2 separate regions of the Arachis hypogaea genome follow, and region 1 is linked to region 2. A link is a contact called in public Hi-C data. All regions are on one chromosome and are shown on one strand. Each heading gives the region's core, a stretch centred on a gene start, on an enhancer-like site or on the middle of the called end of the contact. The rest is flanking DNA. Distances are from core to core; before and after follow the strand shown.

Region 1 (5,017 bases), core at 902-3,401, 33 kb before region 2:
TGTTAGAAAGACAAAAATAATTAGTTAAAATTAATAAAAATTAAATAAAATAAATTTTAGATATTTTTTATTAATTTATTTTAGTTATTAAATATTTTGATGTTTGAATGATATAATTTGTTGGCTGATTTTTTTTATATAAAAAAATATTGGTATTTTTTTTAAAATAGAATTATTTGGTGTAATTACAGAGGAGTGGATTTTGTAGGTAAGAAGTCAACACGTAGAGAACGTGTTGCAACACATGGGAGGTATGTTGAACACGTAGTAGCATCCTGACCAATATGTAGAAGGCGTGTTAGACACGTGATAACATATTGATCAACACGTGAAAGACATGTTGAATTATTTCCACAATATTATAATACACTTTAAATATCAATATTCAACTAAAACACCATCTTCACTTCCATATTAAAAATAATTTCTGCAATTTGTGCAAGGAGAGTTCATTTTGTACCAACTGAAAAGTATTTCAGGAACTAGTGGAAAAAGTAGAAAAGAGAGTGAATACTCATTACTGACTTCTGGAACTTTCTAGAGCTTGGAAGTTTAAGGCTTCAGCTTATTTGCAATCCAAACATTCCCTCCCCTCAAACTAATTAAGAGCTGTACTTCTTTTTACTATCCTGAGCTTGTCCTAATATAACAAAAAAGGAGGGGCAAGTGCCCACAGAGGCTTTGTTAGAGAACCAGCTACTTGATCAGTTGTTGAAATGGGAACAACAAAAAATTTTTTATAAGATTAATTTGGCAAAGTGAGCCAGTTCGGTTTTCATTTTACGGTGGATTTTGGCGGAGTGAGGCGGGACGAGCTAACCTGTTTTGTCACTAAAATATTTTTACCGTAAAATATTTTTTTACAAAAGATTCATTTAGGACAAAATATTTTGATATACATTGAGTAGCACTAAATTTATTTTCAACAACATTATACTTTAGTTGTCATAACTTTGTTATTTGTATGTTTATCTCAAATTTTGAACCTAAATGATTTAGGTCATGCTTTCTGGTGTTAGAATTTAAGGATTAAGTTTAGAATTTAAAATTTAGGAACGGAAATAAATACATAATAAAAGATGATTGTCCTCTTTAAAAAAAAATATTTTATTGTATAAAGTTCTCTAATTTTTATATTAGCTTCCTAATTTTTTTCTCCTCTTTTAGAATTATGTTTTTCATATTGGTCTTCTCCAAAAAATATTTTAGCTCTGTCCCTCTTTATTATCTTTCTGACTTCAGTTCTATTTTTTGACACCATAACTTGTTTTCTTCTCGTCCACAAAATTGTATTTAGACTTATTAAATGTAAAATTCATATGTGGATTTTTTGTTATCAATGTCGTTTCTTCGGTTAAAGTCATAAAATCTTATATCTTATGAAATTATTATCAGATTTTATGAACAACAATCTACTAAATATTCATCTTGCTCCCAATATGCGAATTATTTTGAATCGTCTCCATTTTCCGATCTTCTATTGAAGTGACTTTGCAACATGTTGTATTTAATGCACGCTAATAATACTTGGGGCTTTTATGCTTTGAAATTGTCTTTATCCAATTTTCGTGGTGGTTAAAAAAAGTTTTAAATAGTCGATATGGTTAGACTCTTTTGAGCTTGGGTTGCGAAAAGTGTAGCCTTGGATCTTTTTACAAGAAAGGTATCAAAAACCGAACAAAGTAGGAAAAAAAATTAGAGAGAGAAGAAAAGTGATGACAAAAATTATATATATTAAGTCAACTAAATAGAATTTTGTTACAATGATGATATATACATAGGAGAGAAGAGGAGGTACTAGTTGGTTTGCAACAAAAATCTAACTAAATGAGTAAATTAAAATTAAAAAAAATATATCGAAAAATATTTGTTATTATGTTGGTTTGTAATACCTAATTACATATAATAATATAATAAAATCATAGTAAATAAAGCAAGACCAAGTCAAAACTAAACCCTACTTGTAACAACATAGTATACTAAAACCTAATAGTAAATATATACACAAGTTGTTTTATTTATTATTTATTATTTTTTTTATAGAAGGAAAAGAACAAAGAGAAAAAACAAGAGATTAATGGTAGTAGTTAGCATTGCACGATGGTCATGTGTAGAGGAATAAGCTTCACCAAATTATAATAATAAATAATAAATTTCATTTAATGAATAATAAAGTTGGTTCTTAATTAGATTTTAGCTCTTTATAGCTCTATTATAGCCCCCGAGCCACGTGGTCAAATGGGACAAATGCTCCTGTCCCTATAAAAACAACACTGAAAAATGCTATTTCATGAAATTGACATATATATACATCAAAATAATTAAATAATGTTCTGTATGACTGATGCCTTGTGACACATAATAATTGCAAAATCAATGATCGGAGTATTATTAAATGCATTTTAATGACGACCTATTTATTAATTTTTTAATGATTTATTTAGCATTAATAAAGATATTTTAGAAATTAGCTTATTAGTAAAAGAATATTATAGACATTAACTTGTTGAATTATTGACTTTTTAAAGATCAAATTATATATTAATTATTTACCTACATACTTAAAAAGGATTAAATCAGGCTTTATTTTTTTCGTATAATAAGAATAAATCTCACCAAATTAAGGCATTAGACTCTGGACAGAAAAGAGAGGCTAGAAATAAATGTTTTTGGACACTTTAAATCTTTAATCTTATCAAGATTGTGCTTTGTTTTAATTTTGAATTTTACATTTTTACTATATTTTTAAGAAAAGAAGTTTGAACCCTCCTTTTCATGTTGCAATTGTTAAAACATAACTATCACATTATCGCAATCATTTATAAACCATACAAGAGAGATACAATATATAGATTTGTTATTAACAATTTGGAGGTACTCGCCCCCGGAATCCGTCCTAGTCAAACTAGAAAAAATTCAAATCTTACCTAAAATTGAAAAAGTTAATTAAATATGTAAAAATATGAAATCATAATAAAATTAATTAAATTATAAATCATCATATTTAATATAAATTTTATAAGATTGATTAATTCATTTAAAATTATAATATTAAAATATTTTAAAAATTAAATCAAAATTTCAATTATATTATGATTCAAATGACAACTATTATTCTAAATTAATTAATTAGGTTCATATATGAAAAATTCTTTAGGTTTTGTATTTATTAAATAAAAAATTATTTTTTATTTAATTTTAAAAACTTTATATTTTTATATATTATCTCACCAAAAATAAAAAAATTTAAATTTATAATTTTTTAAATAAATATAAAAGAATTATGTTATTTGAATTGTAACTCAATTTTGCAGCCACTGACAGTATCATTATAGAAAGAACGTATTGTATTGCAAATTCATAGTCACTGCTAGTGTAACCATATAAAATAGATTTTTTTTTTTTCTTTGCAAATCACCCTTACTTTTTAGTTTGACACAAAAACCTGCCATATAAATATAAAAGCCTCAATCAGCATGGTTTAAGATATTGGAGTTTTATATGTTGCTGTTGCTATGTAGCCATATATATTGGGGTCCATAGTTTATTTAAATATTTGTTGTCCACATCTAGCTAGCGTTATTACTAAACGGGGCCCATTGTCTCATAAATAAGAAAGCTACCCTTCTTTGTTATCATATCATTATTTAATTGTTCTATTTCTATTTTAATCTCCGCCATTTATATATGGACCATATAGTCTTCAGTTCCCATCATTTCTTACAGTTGTACACCTTTTTCCTTTTTAAATAATATAAAATAATATGAAGCATGAATCTCGAGCAATGTATGATTCATACCTAAGCTATTTGGAGTGTTTAATGATTCTTTAACGTGAATTGCCTAATTAAAAAGGTGGAACTATAATTGATCTTTCTTTTTTCTTTTTCCAAATTTAAGAATATATATGCTCCCATTGACTATATCCACGCAAATTTGGCAATAATGTCTAACTGGATTCTGTGACCTTTTTAGACCAATGAATAAATAAAATTGAGCCTTTATAAAATTAAAATTATTATATTTTTTATATAATTTTGGAAATGTTAAATAATCTGTTTGAAAACTTCTTTCAAAATAAATAAATTATTGAGATCAAAATACCTCCACTTTTAAAGGACATACATGAACAAATTAAAATTTCAAGCACTTTTAATTAAATTTTTATTTATTAAAATAAAATTTATACTCTTTAAAGATGAAAGATTTTTTCAAAGATTATTGTTAGTCAGCTAAGAATAAACAACTAACTAAATTTTTGTCTATTTTAAAATAGGACAAGACAATAAAATTCTTGTAAAAAAGAAAATAGACTTATTCCGATCTATGTCGTCAATTATGGTGGTCCTTCCATTGGTGTCTGTGAGTTATAGCGGTTCCTCTGTCATCTCTCTTCACTAAACTTAACGGAAGAGGCCTACTTAACACTTAACACTATTGATGTGAACGCTAAATCTTCATTAAGTGACATGTTGGTGAATGGACAATAGTCAAGAGTCAATTTGTCCCCCTATGACAAATAGTCAAGATCGATCTGTCTCTCTTTATCCACCAAAAATGACATTATTTCACATGTTGCACTAAACGAAAACTTATGTTATTTGGCGGTGATTCATCTAAACTAAAACCTATCACTCTTCTTCCAGATAAAAAACGAATCCAAAGAGACCATAATTGAGATTCAGGCAACAATTCCAATTGGAATATGAGTTCCAGTTGGAGTGTTAGAGGTCGGAGGAAGAAGAAATATGTCTCTCTCAAATGTTATTGTGGGTTATATGCAATTTTGGTTATGTCTAGAATGCATAACAACTTAGATAGGTTATTCTTTCGATATCCATACTTCAAGATATAGTAAGTTTAATAATATCTTCATTTTTTCAGTTTGTATTATGTGTTGTTAGTCTAGTCACTATTAATCTCTGTTGTAGATAGCAGAATGTCATTGTAATTTCTTTGTATAGTTAGGTAATTATGATTTTTTATGTAATGAAAATGCTATGTAGACACTTTTAAA
Region 2 (5,198 bases), core at 1,967-4,466:
TGAATCTAATAGTCCAACTAATACTTATTATTAATAGTAGAATTTACTATAAATAAATATGGTAGTAATGTAATCAATTATAGATAAATTTAGTAATTGAATCATTTTTCTTTTTGGAATTTCTTCTATGAAATTATTCCCTTTTTATTTCCTTTTATTCAATTAAAAAATAATTTGGTACAATTTAATTTCAAAATGTTATGATAATTTGATGGTTTATACAGAAGCATTAATATCACAAATCCTGAATTATTGCTTCTAAATTTTGTCAGTGCATTAAAAATTCATATTCAGAGAGAATTTTTTTTTTTTTGTAAAAATCCCAAATCTACGATGAAAACTTAGTTTAATGTAAGATTGTGTGAACTGAAATTAGAACATGAAGAGCAACCAAATCTAAAATTTCATGTACAAATTCACTAATTTTAGAGTAGAAAAATATAGAATCATAACAAATTCAGAAAATCAAGTATTTTTAGATTTAAATCAACTATTCAACAAACATTCAATAAATTTAAAAATAGAAATTCTAGATCTATAATAGAAGTTTTCAAATTTGTTACGAATATTTTTAGATGTAAGAACAATTATTTTAAATAGCTATTTTCTAATTATGAAAGATTTGAGTGCTGATAAAACTGACTATGAAAGAACAAAATGAACTTTATATCTATAAAAAATAAATTATGCTCAATAAAAATATTTAATTGTTAAATTTTTGTTGACTTGTTTAAAACACGCGTTAAATTTTAAAATTAACCCTATCACCAATCATCTTCGACCTTCAACCTCCTAATATACCTTACTTTGAGCCGGAACGCACTTGCGGTGTCACAGATTGGTGCCCGAATGTGTTTGTGGTGTCGTAGGTCGTAGATCAAAGAAATGAGCTTGAATGTGATGTCAAATGCATTAGAATGGGCAATGGCGGTGATGTATTTGTTTTACAACGTTGACATAGAGAAGGAGGTAGTGGTAACAGACAAAGATCACTATTTTGGAGGAAGATGAAGTACAACATCTCTTGTAGTGCTTTTTCAACAAACAGGATTCGATATCTACCAGGATATACACATCTGTTTTAAGGCAAGAGAACGTATTCATCCTTACATCAAATATTGTTCTATCATCACTCTTGTTGTAGGAGATAGACTAGAACAATAATAAATACGGCTCCTTTAGATAGACAACGGAGAATTTGAATAACTTGATCAACGGGCTAAAAATTTGGCCCAATAAAGTTAAAAAAAAATACTTCACCCAAATTATCCAACCAAAAAACTCTATTCAGAAATTAAAAAATTTTAAGTCAACAAGGATCCTCATCCGCGTCGCTGCTTGGTTTGCCACACCCCGTCACCGGCATCGCTCACTCCTAGTGAAAATAACCCATCCACTTAATGATAAAAATAATCATTCGCATACATAATGAATTGAACATCCAGCATATTTTAATTATATATAACTAAACCCAATTCAATCAAAATAATCATCCACATAAGAATTAAAATAACCATCTTCATACCTACTAAAATGGTCATTTTGAACTGGCCATTGAAGTAGTTTCACTGAAAGGCCGTGATGAAAACAACGCAGCGACTAAACGATGAATTTTAATGAGTTATGGATAGCATCCCCAGCAACGACAGCAAAATCAGGAGCGAATTCCGTCACACACTCTACAATCGCCAACAACAATTACCTTCAATTTTGGATCTAGATCGCTGCCGCACAGCACTGAAGAAGCACAAATTGCAAGACAAAAGGGTGATAGAAGTTGGGAGTGGGAGGTCGGATGGAGCCACGTCCCTCTATAAAAAATGCCCATCGCCATCGTGGCTGCCACGACCGGAAGAGGATGATAGGCACTAATTCTATACACATATAAGGAGAGAGTTCACACTAACAGGGGTGATGGGTTAGGGAAAATGTTTCGGCGTGTTGGCCGGAGATTGTGGCGGCGTCGATACGGTCGACGGAGATTACAGCGGTGCGAGGTGAGAACAAGAGAACGATGACGGCAAAAGCGTGCATTAAAAATTATGGTGAGATTAAAAATATAATCGTATATAATGTAAAAACGTTTATTGCTAATCCTAATTTTTTAAATTTTAATTTTAATTTTACTTTTTTTAATCTATTATTCACATGGTTCACAATTATCATTATTTTTCTATACTTTCTCTAATAACAATCACATTTTTCCCTACTACTCGACAATACTATTTTGTTTGGATCTCCAAATAAAGGATCAGAATGTATGTTCTCTGTTTCTTTAATTTATTATGCAATACCTCTAGTTTTAATTCTAGATTTAGATGATTAGAGTCCAGTGATGATTTGTTACCAAGTGTGCATCTAATTTATGTATGATCTGTTGTTGCATTGTATCCATCTTGTTACATGCGCTTCACATATGAAATGAATGTGTTTATGAATCCTTTGTAAACTATGAAACAAATTGATGGAATTTCATACTCTAAGTAAAAATCTGAAATGTTTTTTTGTTTTTTTGTTTCAAATTCACGTTGAATTAAATTTCAATTTAACTATGAGATTCAAGCTCGTTTCTTCAACCTGCCATTGCAAGTGGGATAAGAGTGAGGCATAATTGGGGTTTGAAAATGATGGTAGGATTAATTTTTTAATTTAATGTGTTTTTTAAATTGAGCCAACAAAAATTTAACGATTGAATGTTTTTGTCGAGTATAATTCATCTTTTATAAATATAGCGCTATTTAATTCTTTCGTGATCAATTTTATCAACGCATAAACCTTTCATGATAAGAAATAATAGTTATTTATTCTTATTTTAAACACATAAAAAGTCTAATATTTTTCAAAAAATAGAATCCTAATGGCTATCTTTATTTTAGGTAATAAAATAGGAATAAAATAAAAAATATTATTTTGAAATTAAATTTTTATTTTATTAATTATAATTAAAATTTATAATTTTTTTCATAACTTTAAATACAAAATTATCAGTAATAAAATTACATATCTATTATTAATTAGTAATAAAAATTACTATAAATAAAAATGATAGTAATATAATAAACTTGGATAAATTTAATATTGAAATCATTTTTCTCTTTAGTATTTCCTTCTATAAAATTGTTCCCAACTTATTTTCCTCTATCCTACTTAATTGCATCCTTAATTTTCATATATCTTTCCTATTTCAATATCCTTCCTCTTACAGTGCATTTGGAGCTTATCTTACAATGTAGACTTTTGCAGATTTGGTCCAAACCATGTGAACCCCGCCACTTGTTTTAATTTCTTTAATTTCCGTTAATTTTGGCTAACCATTCTTGCTTTCTTTTATTGCCACCCAAATAATAATAATAATAATAATAATAATAATAATAATAATAATAATATATTTATTATTGTTATTATTATTAATTTTCCCTCTGACTTTCTTATTTACCATTTCAGATCCATACGGTTTTTTATTCCCACTTTTACTTTAATTTCTTGAGACTGATTCTTTTTAAAAAAAATTAATTAATATTTTTTTAAAAATAAAAATAAAAAATTATTTATATATTAAAATTAATTATTAATATATTTATATATAATTAAATTTATTTTTAATATATATTTATATTCTAAAATTAATTTTAGCGTAGTCGTAACATAATTAAAAAAAAAACCTTATTATTGATACAGAATCTCTTTTATATTAGGAGTGGTTCAGGTACCATATACGAAGGCCAAACGCGATGGGTCCAGAGTAGATCTAGGACAATGAAAAGAAAAAGAAATAAATAAAAGAGTAATTTAATTTAATATAATTGAGTTCCCTAATAACTCGTTTATTTCACCATCTAGTAGCGGGCAGCCTATTGTGTTGCATATAAAAATAAAATTGATAGAGGAAAGAAAGGAACTCATCTGAGGGTGCTTGGTCCTTCATTCTCTCATAAAAAACACACACAGTGTGTGTGATTGTAGTGATCGATCACAAGCACACAAATTAAATCTTTTTCATTTGTTTATCATCATTATGGCTAGTGCAAGAGAGCAAGGTGGTGATGATGGAAAAAACTCCATCACCATACCCCTTCTGGGTGATGAAAAAGCAGAACAGAGAAGCTTCTACAATGGAGATCAGCTACCTAAATCTGCTGATGATTTAGACTCAGTTCATGTTGGTAACACCTCCTTTTTCAAGACCTGCTTCCATGGGATTAATGCAATTTCAGGTTACACTTCTTTCTCTGTCTCTGTGATTTAAAAGAAACTAATTAACAAGATTGCAATTAGTGGTTAAGATATGACACAAAAAGTAAGGCATATTTTTAGGCCTTTTCAAAAAGGTGAAAACTAATATAAGTTGATACAAAATTTTTTGGTCATCTTTTTATTTTTATTTGTGGATTGTCTCCCATCAAGAAAAGTTGTATGCATGTATGTGTTTCTAAATCTCATTGAATCTCTCATCAATCACTATTGCTGGCACAAGATGAAGTTGTCTCTTCCCATTTCATTAACCTTTGTTCAGATTTTTGTAGCTTTATCAGGAGAGATGAGAGACCGTGTATACACACTTGAGTTTTGACGTGATTATCAAAGTTAAAAAAGTGTTTCATATTTTTATTTTCGACATATGTACTAAGTTAAAGAATGAAAATTTTTTAAATATTTTTAAAATATCAGTATTTTACTCATTTTAATCGTTAGTTTTAATTAATATATTATATGTCAGAAATTCTTTCAAAAAGTTATTTTTATCCGGTTATGATGTATGGACACTAATAATATGAATATGGAACACAAAAATATTTAATTATTATATAACACAGAAATATGATATATATATAAAATATAATTTAATTTTTTAATTATTTTTAACGTTTTTTAATTATATAAAATATTTAAAATATATTTTGTTTTAATAATTAATACTATATAGTATTTATAAATTCATTTTAAAAATATATATTAAGAATAAGATTATGATATTAATACGTGATGATATTTAGATGTGTTTAAAAATATAAAAAAATTATTTTTAATTAAAATACGATTAAACACATAAAACATGCATATCAGATAAGTATTAATGAATATTATATCTAAAATATATCTAACACATAAACACAATAAATCAAAAAATTATTCAAAATATATCTAACATATAAATACAATAAATCGAAAAAGTATCCGAGTTTCATAGCTGCCTTGTC

What was found. Hi-C and Micro-C count contacts between places; a contact is called where the count stands out from the background.
Region 1: a contact with region 2 is called in a Hi-C map of an unstated tissue, with 4 times the contacts expected there. The contact joins the enhancer-like site here to the promoter of LOC112792636 in region 2. A contact is called at or near these places in 6 of 8 Hi-C or Micro-C datasets (leaf and an unstated tissue).

Annotation. Positions count from the first base shown.
Region 1 is chr1:6,616,900-6,621,916 of arahy.Tifrunner.gnm2.J5K5, reverse strand. No RefSeq gene overlaps it. Among protein-coding and RNA genes, the nearest start is that of LOC140178354, 20 kb to the right of the region's middle. Within about 2 kb of position 2,151, at least 2 of the 3 cell types and tissues checked have open chromatin away from gene starts, as enhancers often do.
Region 2 is chr1:6,584,357-6,589,554 of arahy.Tifrunner.gnm2.J5K5, reverse strand. It overlaps LOC112792636 (amino acid transporter AVT1I), which reads left to right and starts at 3,216. Exons shown (of 4, transcript XM_025835956.3): 1 at 3,216-4,214. The coding sequence starts at 4,016.